Regions from separate parts of the Sus scrofa genome. Here region 2 is linked to region 1. A link is a contact called in public Hi-C data. All regions are on one chromosome and are shown on one strand. The core of a region is the stretch at or near the end of the contact, and the rest is flanking DNA. Distances in the headings are between cores, read along the strand shown.

What was found. A called contact is a pair of places that touch in the nucleus more often than the background predicts.
Region 2: a contact with region 1 is called in a Hi-C map of liver, with 3 times the contacts expected there. The contact joins two enhancer-like sites. A contact is called at or near these places in 1 of 5 promoter capture datasets (liver), 7 of 47 Hi-C or Micro-C datasets (fetal liver, heart right ventricle, liver and 1 more) and 1 of 2 datasets of contacts at active chromatin or transcription factors (skeletal muscle).

Annotation. Positions count from the first base shown.
Region 1 is chr5:89,955,928-89,959,763 of Sscrofa11.1, forward strand. No RefSeq gene overlaps it. Among named protein-coding and RNA genes, the nearest start is that of EEA1, 170 kb to the right of the region's middle. Within about 2 kb of position 1,769, at least 15 of the 83 cell types and tissues checked have an H3K27ac peak or open chromatin away from gene starts, as enhancers often do. A contact at or near this core is called in liver, where this site is marked.
Region 2 is chr5:90,032,581-90,036,385 of Sscrofa11.1, forward strand. No RefSeq gene overlaps it. Among named protein-coding and RNA genes, the nearest start is that of EEA1, 97 kb to the right of the region's middle. Within about 2 kb of position 2,046, at least 7 of the 83 cell types and tissues checked have an H3K27ac peak or open chromatin away from gene starts, as enhancers often do. A contact at or near this core is called in liver, where this site is marked.

The DNA of each region.
Region 1 (3,836 bases), core at 519-3,018:
TGAGAGGCCACTGAGCTTTCCAAGGCCAGTTTCCTAAACAACCTACTTTGTCCATCCTGTCCCCACTGGCTGGAGCTGGTGACATTCCAGAAAATAATCTTGTGTTCTTATCATGATGGAAGGAAGCTCTGGGCAGGCATGGTATAAGATGGATGCGCAATGAAATTTGTTGAATGCGCCCCTCAGAGAGGACCATTTCCAAGGCCTCCTTGGTCTTGCCTGAACCTGCAATATCCCTCGTAAGGAAAGACTACTGCTTCATCAGGATCGAAATTTCAAAACTATTTTGAAGGGTGGCAGCCCTGTTAAGGTCTAATCCCTTGGAAGACAACATGAACTCCTGAATATATTCATTCTTGTATGTTTATTAAAAATCAGTATCTTTACTTTGTATCTAGAGTGAGGCAAAAAAAAGTCAAAGGTATTCAGAGGCCAGAGTGACCACGAAGCACTGATGCAGTCAGGGCGTGCTGCACAGAAGTGTGGGGTATGGATGAGGCCCTGGCCTTTTCCCAGGTTAACTCTCACTCCCTCAAAGACATTGGCTCTTTAGGCAATATTCACTCTCCATTTCTTCCTTAGTGAAACAATACAGACACGGTGATGTGCCTGGCTAAAGACTACATTTCCCAGCCTCCCTTACAGTAGGGGTGGCTAACGAGGCCTACAGAGTTGTTGCTGGGAGGGCAGCATTGTCAAGTTAAAATATGAGTTCCCTGGTTAAATTTGAATTTCAGATGAACAACGAGTAAGTTTTAATATGAGTATGTCCCATAGACTATATCAATATTTTCATTTACCAAATTGGCAACTCTATGGGTGAGGCTTCTGGGAAACAAGCTAGGACTCTCCTTTTGTGCCTTTTCTTCTTTCTCTTCTTTCCTGGGATATGGATGGGATAGCTGGAACTTCAGCAACCATCTTGGATCACGAGGTTAAAGATGGTGGAAGAGAAACATGGAACACTTGAGTCCCTAATTTTTGTACATTTCCAACTTAATGTATGAGAATAAACCATGGATTTGCTTTAGCCACTCATAGTACCTCTGTTATCTGTACCAAATTGCTTTTCCTAACTGATATGGTCATAATAACAGTGCATTGTTAATTTGGGGGTTAAGTCTAGTTACCATGTGTCATCTTCACTCTGCCTCTTATGTAACATGAGCCACTCCACTTTCACTGAGTCTATTTTTAAAGGACCCCAAGAGGGATGGATGGTGCTCCTTATACCCTTTGAAACAACAGCCCTCAGCATGAATTTCTACATGGCATTATTTCCTATTTTGCAATAGCATTTAAGTCTTTTGATACTTACTTTAGGTGATTAATAATAATATTCTAAAGAAGAACTGTTCTTATCTCTACACAAAGATTTGGTCTGAAAATCTCAAGTCCCATAAAATGTTACCTCGAAACTCCAGAAGCATTATTTTATAACAGTAAACTCATACTTGAGTTTTGATCTTGTACTTTGAGAGAGTTTCCCTTTATAGAGTTTAAGTCTTCACTAGCCCTTAGGTTGACACCTTCCTCATAGCCAGTAAAGATTAGCTAAGGGTAGTCACATGCACAGGTAAAGCTGATTTGCAAAGCTCCATCAATAATTCAAGCACGATGCAAAATCTAACTCTTCCAGCCTTGTTAGCAGCCTTTGAATAGTCACTGTGAGGCAAGTGGGGAAATGCAGAGGGTCATAGACTTGGCCTCTTTATGGATAAGCCGCAGCCAAATAGCTTAACTCAGCTGGGTATGCAGAGGAAAGGAAGTTCCTGGGCTGTGAACTGTGTAAATACCTGCCCTACCTTTTGCAGTGGAATCTTTCGAAGGTTAAGTGAGAGTAAATAATCAACTAAGATTTCTCAGATTGGCTGCGTTTACTTTTCTTTGAAAAAAAATTTTCCCCGTGAAGACAAAGTAACTTTGGAATGAGAGTATTATTTCCTTTTAGGCCTCCCTGCTTCAGACCTTCAGATCTTCAAGATCTGCCTGGCCTGGCTGGCAGAGGCTGCCTGAGGCAGGCAGGGAGTCTTGCCATGTGGGTGAAGGGAGGTGAGTTAGAATTTAACAGAAAGGAGGAAAAGAAAACTCCCATTTCATGTTGTAAGTTTCTGCACAGGCTTTTCAGGGGTGAGCAGAGTCTGGCCCCTTGTCCATCATTGGGGGTAAATAATCAACTCCTAATATTGGAATTTTATTGCAAAAGAACAAGTAATACACAAATGGAGTTAGATTGACCTGGAAGATCTGGCCTTGAGATCTGGTGACAAGTCACAATGTCATGATCGTTAGCTCAAAGAATTGACGGATAAGCCTGTTTTTACACAGCTGTCTCACAGATCCAAATAAAAATTGTCCTGACGTGAGTTGGGGGCAAGGGAAAGAAAGCATATCTTTTCATTGGTATTATCTGCACAATGTTAAGGGGGAAAGAATTTATTTTTTTGGTTCAGAGACACTGATTTCTATTTTGTCCACAGTATACTGCTTATATTTATATTGAATATCCATTCAGCAAGCATCCATTGAGTGTCTACTATGTGCCAGGCACTGTGCTAGATGCTGGGAACATGCCCAGTAGTATAGTGCTGACGGCAGAAAGGATAATGATGCTACTTTTGAACTTCACGAGTAGGTTAGAATTTTACAACATCCCTGTAGTCACTTCCCTCAAGCACACAGCCAGGGCCAGCCACCCTCCTTTTATTGTGATCTCTTCAGGTAATAGCAATTGCTGTTTAAAACAGAAGTCACAGAGTTCCTGTCCTGGCTCAGCGGAGACAAATCCGACTAGAATCCATGAGGATGCGGGTTTGATCCCTGGCCTTGCTCAGTGGGTTGGCGATCCGGCGTGCTGTGAGCTGTGGTGTAGGTCGCAGATGAGGTTCGGATCCTGGGTTGCTGTGGCTGTGGTGTAGGCCAGCGACTGCAGCTCCGATTCAACCCCTAGCCTGGACGTTAGAAGTCTTTTCTCTGCTAGTGAACAATAGAAACTTTGGTCAGGCTTTTAAATTTCTCTGGGATTAACTTTGAACATTTATAGAATGAGATGGTAGGAAGTAGGAGTAGGTTGAGTTAATGATTCAGTTTTAGGATCAGCAGTAAGAGTAGGTTACTAGCCACTAATCAACTGTTTAATCTCAGGTAGTTACTCAAATCTCTTAAAATCTCAGTTTCCTTATCTGAGAAATGGGGATAATATGCTAATTATTGTGAGGATGGAATGGATTAATGAGTAACAATCTGGTTCAATGCAAGGCGTAGCAGAAATTCTCCTGTGAATGTAGCTATTTTTATCCTACTCAAAAAATATTTGAATTTTGGTCTATTGTGTGTATGTGTGTATCTCTCTTTCCCTCTATCTATCATCTCTCTATCATCACTGATATCTTTGTAAGTGGTTATCTGAGGGATATTGACATATTAGGGCACAAACATAATGGATTCTTTTTTAACCTTTTTCTTTTCTTTGTCTATTAGGGCCACACCCTAATAATAAAATCTATATATTTAAATTATATATAATGTATAATAATTATATATCATTCTGTCAGAGAAGGAACACTTTCCTTTAATAAATTTTAAATGAAAATGTACTAATTGACTATTAAAATATAATATATATATTATAATAAGGCATGTTATTTTATCTGTATATTAGTATATATAGTATATTTATATATTATTATATACAAGGTATATAATAATTACATCAATACGTTTGTATATTATATTATATAATACATGTGTATTTAAATATTAAAATATATATTGATGTATCAATGAGTATTTTCATTTAAAACTTGTTAAAGGAAAGAGTTCCTGCTCTGACAGAA
Region 2 (3,805 bases), core at 796-3,295, 77 kb after region 1:
GGAGTCGGACTCGTTGACTCTCAGAAGAGTCCAACTGGAAGAAATCTCGGGGCCTGTCTGGCCTAACACTCTGATTTTACAGAAGAGGAAGTAGCTGTCCATCAAAGTTGAGTGATGTTTCCAAGGTTATATGGACAATAAGTGGCAGAGCCGAGATGAAGTCTTCAGTTTCATGACACTTCGCTTCCTGCTTTTCCCCTCCATCATTTTTGCTGAACTTATTTAAAAAGACTTTAGAGTTTCATGAAATGGGAACTGCAAACCCATGGCAGCATTGTAAAGCAGACTGCATTCTCTTCTTAGATCTATTGTTTACTTTTAATTTATTTTACTGTCCAGTTTTATCAGAACTTCCCCTATTTCTTTTGAATACTTAACAAACATGTGCTGCCAGTACTTACTTTCATGGCTGGTTTATCAAGCCATTTTGTGAAGTGTGTCTATAGTGCAAAGAGGTGACTCTTTTGTGGCTCTAGAATCTAGTATAGTTTATTTTTTGTCTGCACCCGTGGCATGTGAAAGTTCTGAGACCAGGGATTGAAACTGCACCACAGCAGTAATGCAAGGCGCAACAGTAGCAATGCTACGTCCTTAACCTCTAGGCCACCAAGGAACTCCCTTAATGTAGTTATTTTATATTCAAATAGCATATATGGAAATTAGGGAACTATTCCTTATGACTGAACTATCATTATGGAACACCAGTTATGTGTTAAGAGTTGATCTTGACAACACACATCATGGCATGTAATTTTTATTTATTTTTTTGTCTTTTTAGGGTCATACCCACAGCTAGGGGTTGGATATGATATGAACTGTTGCTGCCAGCCTATGCCACAGACACAGCAACACAGGATCTGTGACCTGCACCACAGCTCACGGCAACTCCAGATCCTTAACCCAACTGAGCAAAGCCAGGGATCAAATCTGCATCCTCGTGGGTACTAGTCAGATTCATTTCCACTGCCACGATGGGAACTCCATGACATGTCATTTTTATCCTTATGAAAAAGTTGGGAGGAGTTCCCTGGTGGCCTAGAATTTAAGACCCAGCATTGTCACTGCTGTGGCTCAAGTTACTTCTGTGGTTCAGGTTCAGTCCCTGGCCTGGGAACTTCCGAATGCCATGAGTGCAGAAAACAAAAACGAAAACAAAAACAAAACAAAAACAACTGCTGAGAAAGTTTGTACTCCTATAGCAGTTTTACAGATGAGAGAATTAGAGCTTAAGGTCATATAGCTAGAAACTGTACAGGTAGAATTAGAAGCCAGGTCCATTTGAATTCAGAACCTTCCGTGGATTTCAAAAACAAAAGGAGTGGGAGTTCTGACAGAGAAGTAGTTTGGGGTCTAAGGCACAGACCGCAGAGGAGCCAATTGGGAGTGGAGTGATCTGAGTCATCCACAGTGTTAATGACGGCACTGAATTCCAGGGAAAGCAACCACCAGAAATCGAGAGTTTTGCCTATTTCACAATATTGCCTCATGGCCCTGCTTCTGAATATCTACCAAAAATATGTTTGCTTTGGAAGGCAACATGGCACCATCCATCAGCCAGCTGGAGATACCGACCAGGGGTTGAGGTTTTCAGACTGACATTTCATTCACAAAGGACTTGTGCCCTTGGTTCTGCATCCAAGGGGAGAATGGGCCTCATTGGTCTATGGCGGATGCAGCACAGGGTAGGCGTTGAGAGCATGGGCTATGGATTTAGACTTGGTGTCTCTAGTCCCAGAACACAAGTTAACAAACACATGACCTTGGACCAGTGACCTTTGCCTCTCAATTCTCACCTCTAAAATAGGATAACAACGACAGCTACCTCATAGCTGAGTTGTGAAGTTTAAAGAGATGATGTTTGTAAAGCACTGGACACAGAGCCAGGCACTCGGTACATAAGTGTTCACCGCCACTGTCATCACTGGTGTTGCTATTCCAGTGGCTCCACTGGGGAATCAGGAAGGCAAGGCTCTACTGTTTCACTTCCTCTACAGACCTGCATTTCTACTTTCTTCAGAAGATTACACAAGTATTCTGGATTTTGTGTCATGATAGAAAGTCAACAAGAGTATGTGCTTCCTGATGCATCACTAGGCCACATCAGAAATAGGCAGAGAGCGAGAGAGAGTGTCTGCTTGCCGTCCTGGCCTGTGTGTTAGTCACTTATGCTTCTTTTGTGAAAGTAGATTGTCTCTGAGCCGGACTTGAAGCTAAGCTCCCATGTTTCTAAAAATGACAGCAAAAGTCCATTGTCTCATTTGTGCTCATTTTAATTCATGAAGGTGACTGAGTTGTGACATGGAGATGCTGGTACCATTGAAAGAGAAATGTATTCCTGCATTTCCCAAGAGGAGCTGCAATGCCACAAGGGCCACCTAGGGAGCACTGGGTTTGGTCAGGAGGCAGAAAGGGGCCAGAGGAATGCTTAGGCCAGAGCCTTTAATGGGGTCTCTGCAGAAAAGACATGGCAGGGCAGAGTAAACAGCTCAAATGGGCTTATTTGACTAATTCTGGCAGGCTTTGGGTTACAGAGGTGGTCTCTGGTTGTTCAGTACCTGCCTGGGATGATTTAGGGCAGAGAAAATATTGGCTTGGAGTGTGGACAGTTATATAAAGGGGATGCTTGGAGGAAATGGGCTCAGGACTGGTTGGTTTGAGTACAAATGTTGTGTTCATGGATAAGATGTTATCTTTAGGAATTAGCTAGCCCTGAAAGGGATACCTTTCTATCCAGGTCTGCAAGGTCCCCAAAATGTCAAAACATCATTAGATACAGAAAAAACACCATTGATACAACCATTCATCTGGTCCCTACTCTCATTCCCTGGTCCTTCCGGCTTCAGTGTTCTCTGAAAAATGAATGAAGTCATAGGCATCAAGGTCAAGAGCACAGGTCAAGCAATTTTGGGTAAAAAAGCAAATTTTCTATGGTCTGGTAGATGAGACTAAAAGCAGCCTGGCATTGGAATTCCTGTCGTGGCTCAGTGGAAACGAATCTGACTAGGAAGTTGAGGTTGTGGGTTTGATCCCTGGCCTCGCTCAGTGGGTTAAGTATCCGGTGTTGCTGTGAGCTGTGGTGTAGGTCACAGATGCAGTTCAGATCCTGCATTGCTGTGGCTGTGCTGTAGGCTGGCAGCTGTAGCTCGATTAGACCCCTGGTCGGGAACCTCCATATGCTGTTTTTGCAGTCTTAAAAAGAAAAAAAAAAAAAAAAAAAAAGTAGCCTGACATTGTCTCTCAGGTTCTGTGGTGTCACACAATTTACAATCTGTTTATAGCCTGCACAGAGAAAAGGAAAAGAAAGGCAAAGTTTAGAGAAAACCTACTGCAGCCCACCGTACCTTTTGGTATTGCTACCAGGTAGCCAGCAAATTCACATCAGCCCTGAGGCTGCCTGTTGCTGGTTTAGAATCTCCACTTTGCTGTTTTAGAAAGTCTATGTTGTAACTGCAAATTTCACCATATAAGTGAGACAAAGGCAAATACTCCTTAACTCACCTGTACAAGAGCATTCATGGTGTGCATTGTTCACCTTGTCTGCTTTTCTTTTATAGCAGTTATTTTTGCAGCAAGTGTACAAGATTTAAAAGGCTGAATCGAATTTCATAATGTAGTGTTTTAGATCAACACATTATCTGATGCTCGTGTTCCCAAGCCTTGAACGTATTATAGAATTATGTTTCATGTGTCTCCATAATTATTGCCAAATAAACTGGAAACCCAGACTTTGGGCCTATTTTATTGTCACAGACTCATCCTTGATCTCTAAGATGCTGTTTCCATTGCAGTTTATCTTTTTTGGGTG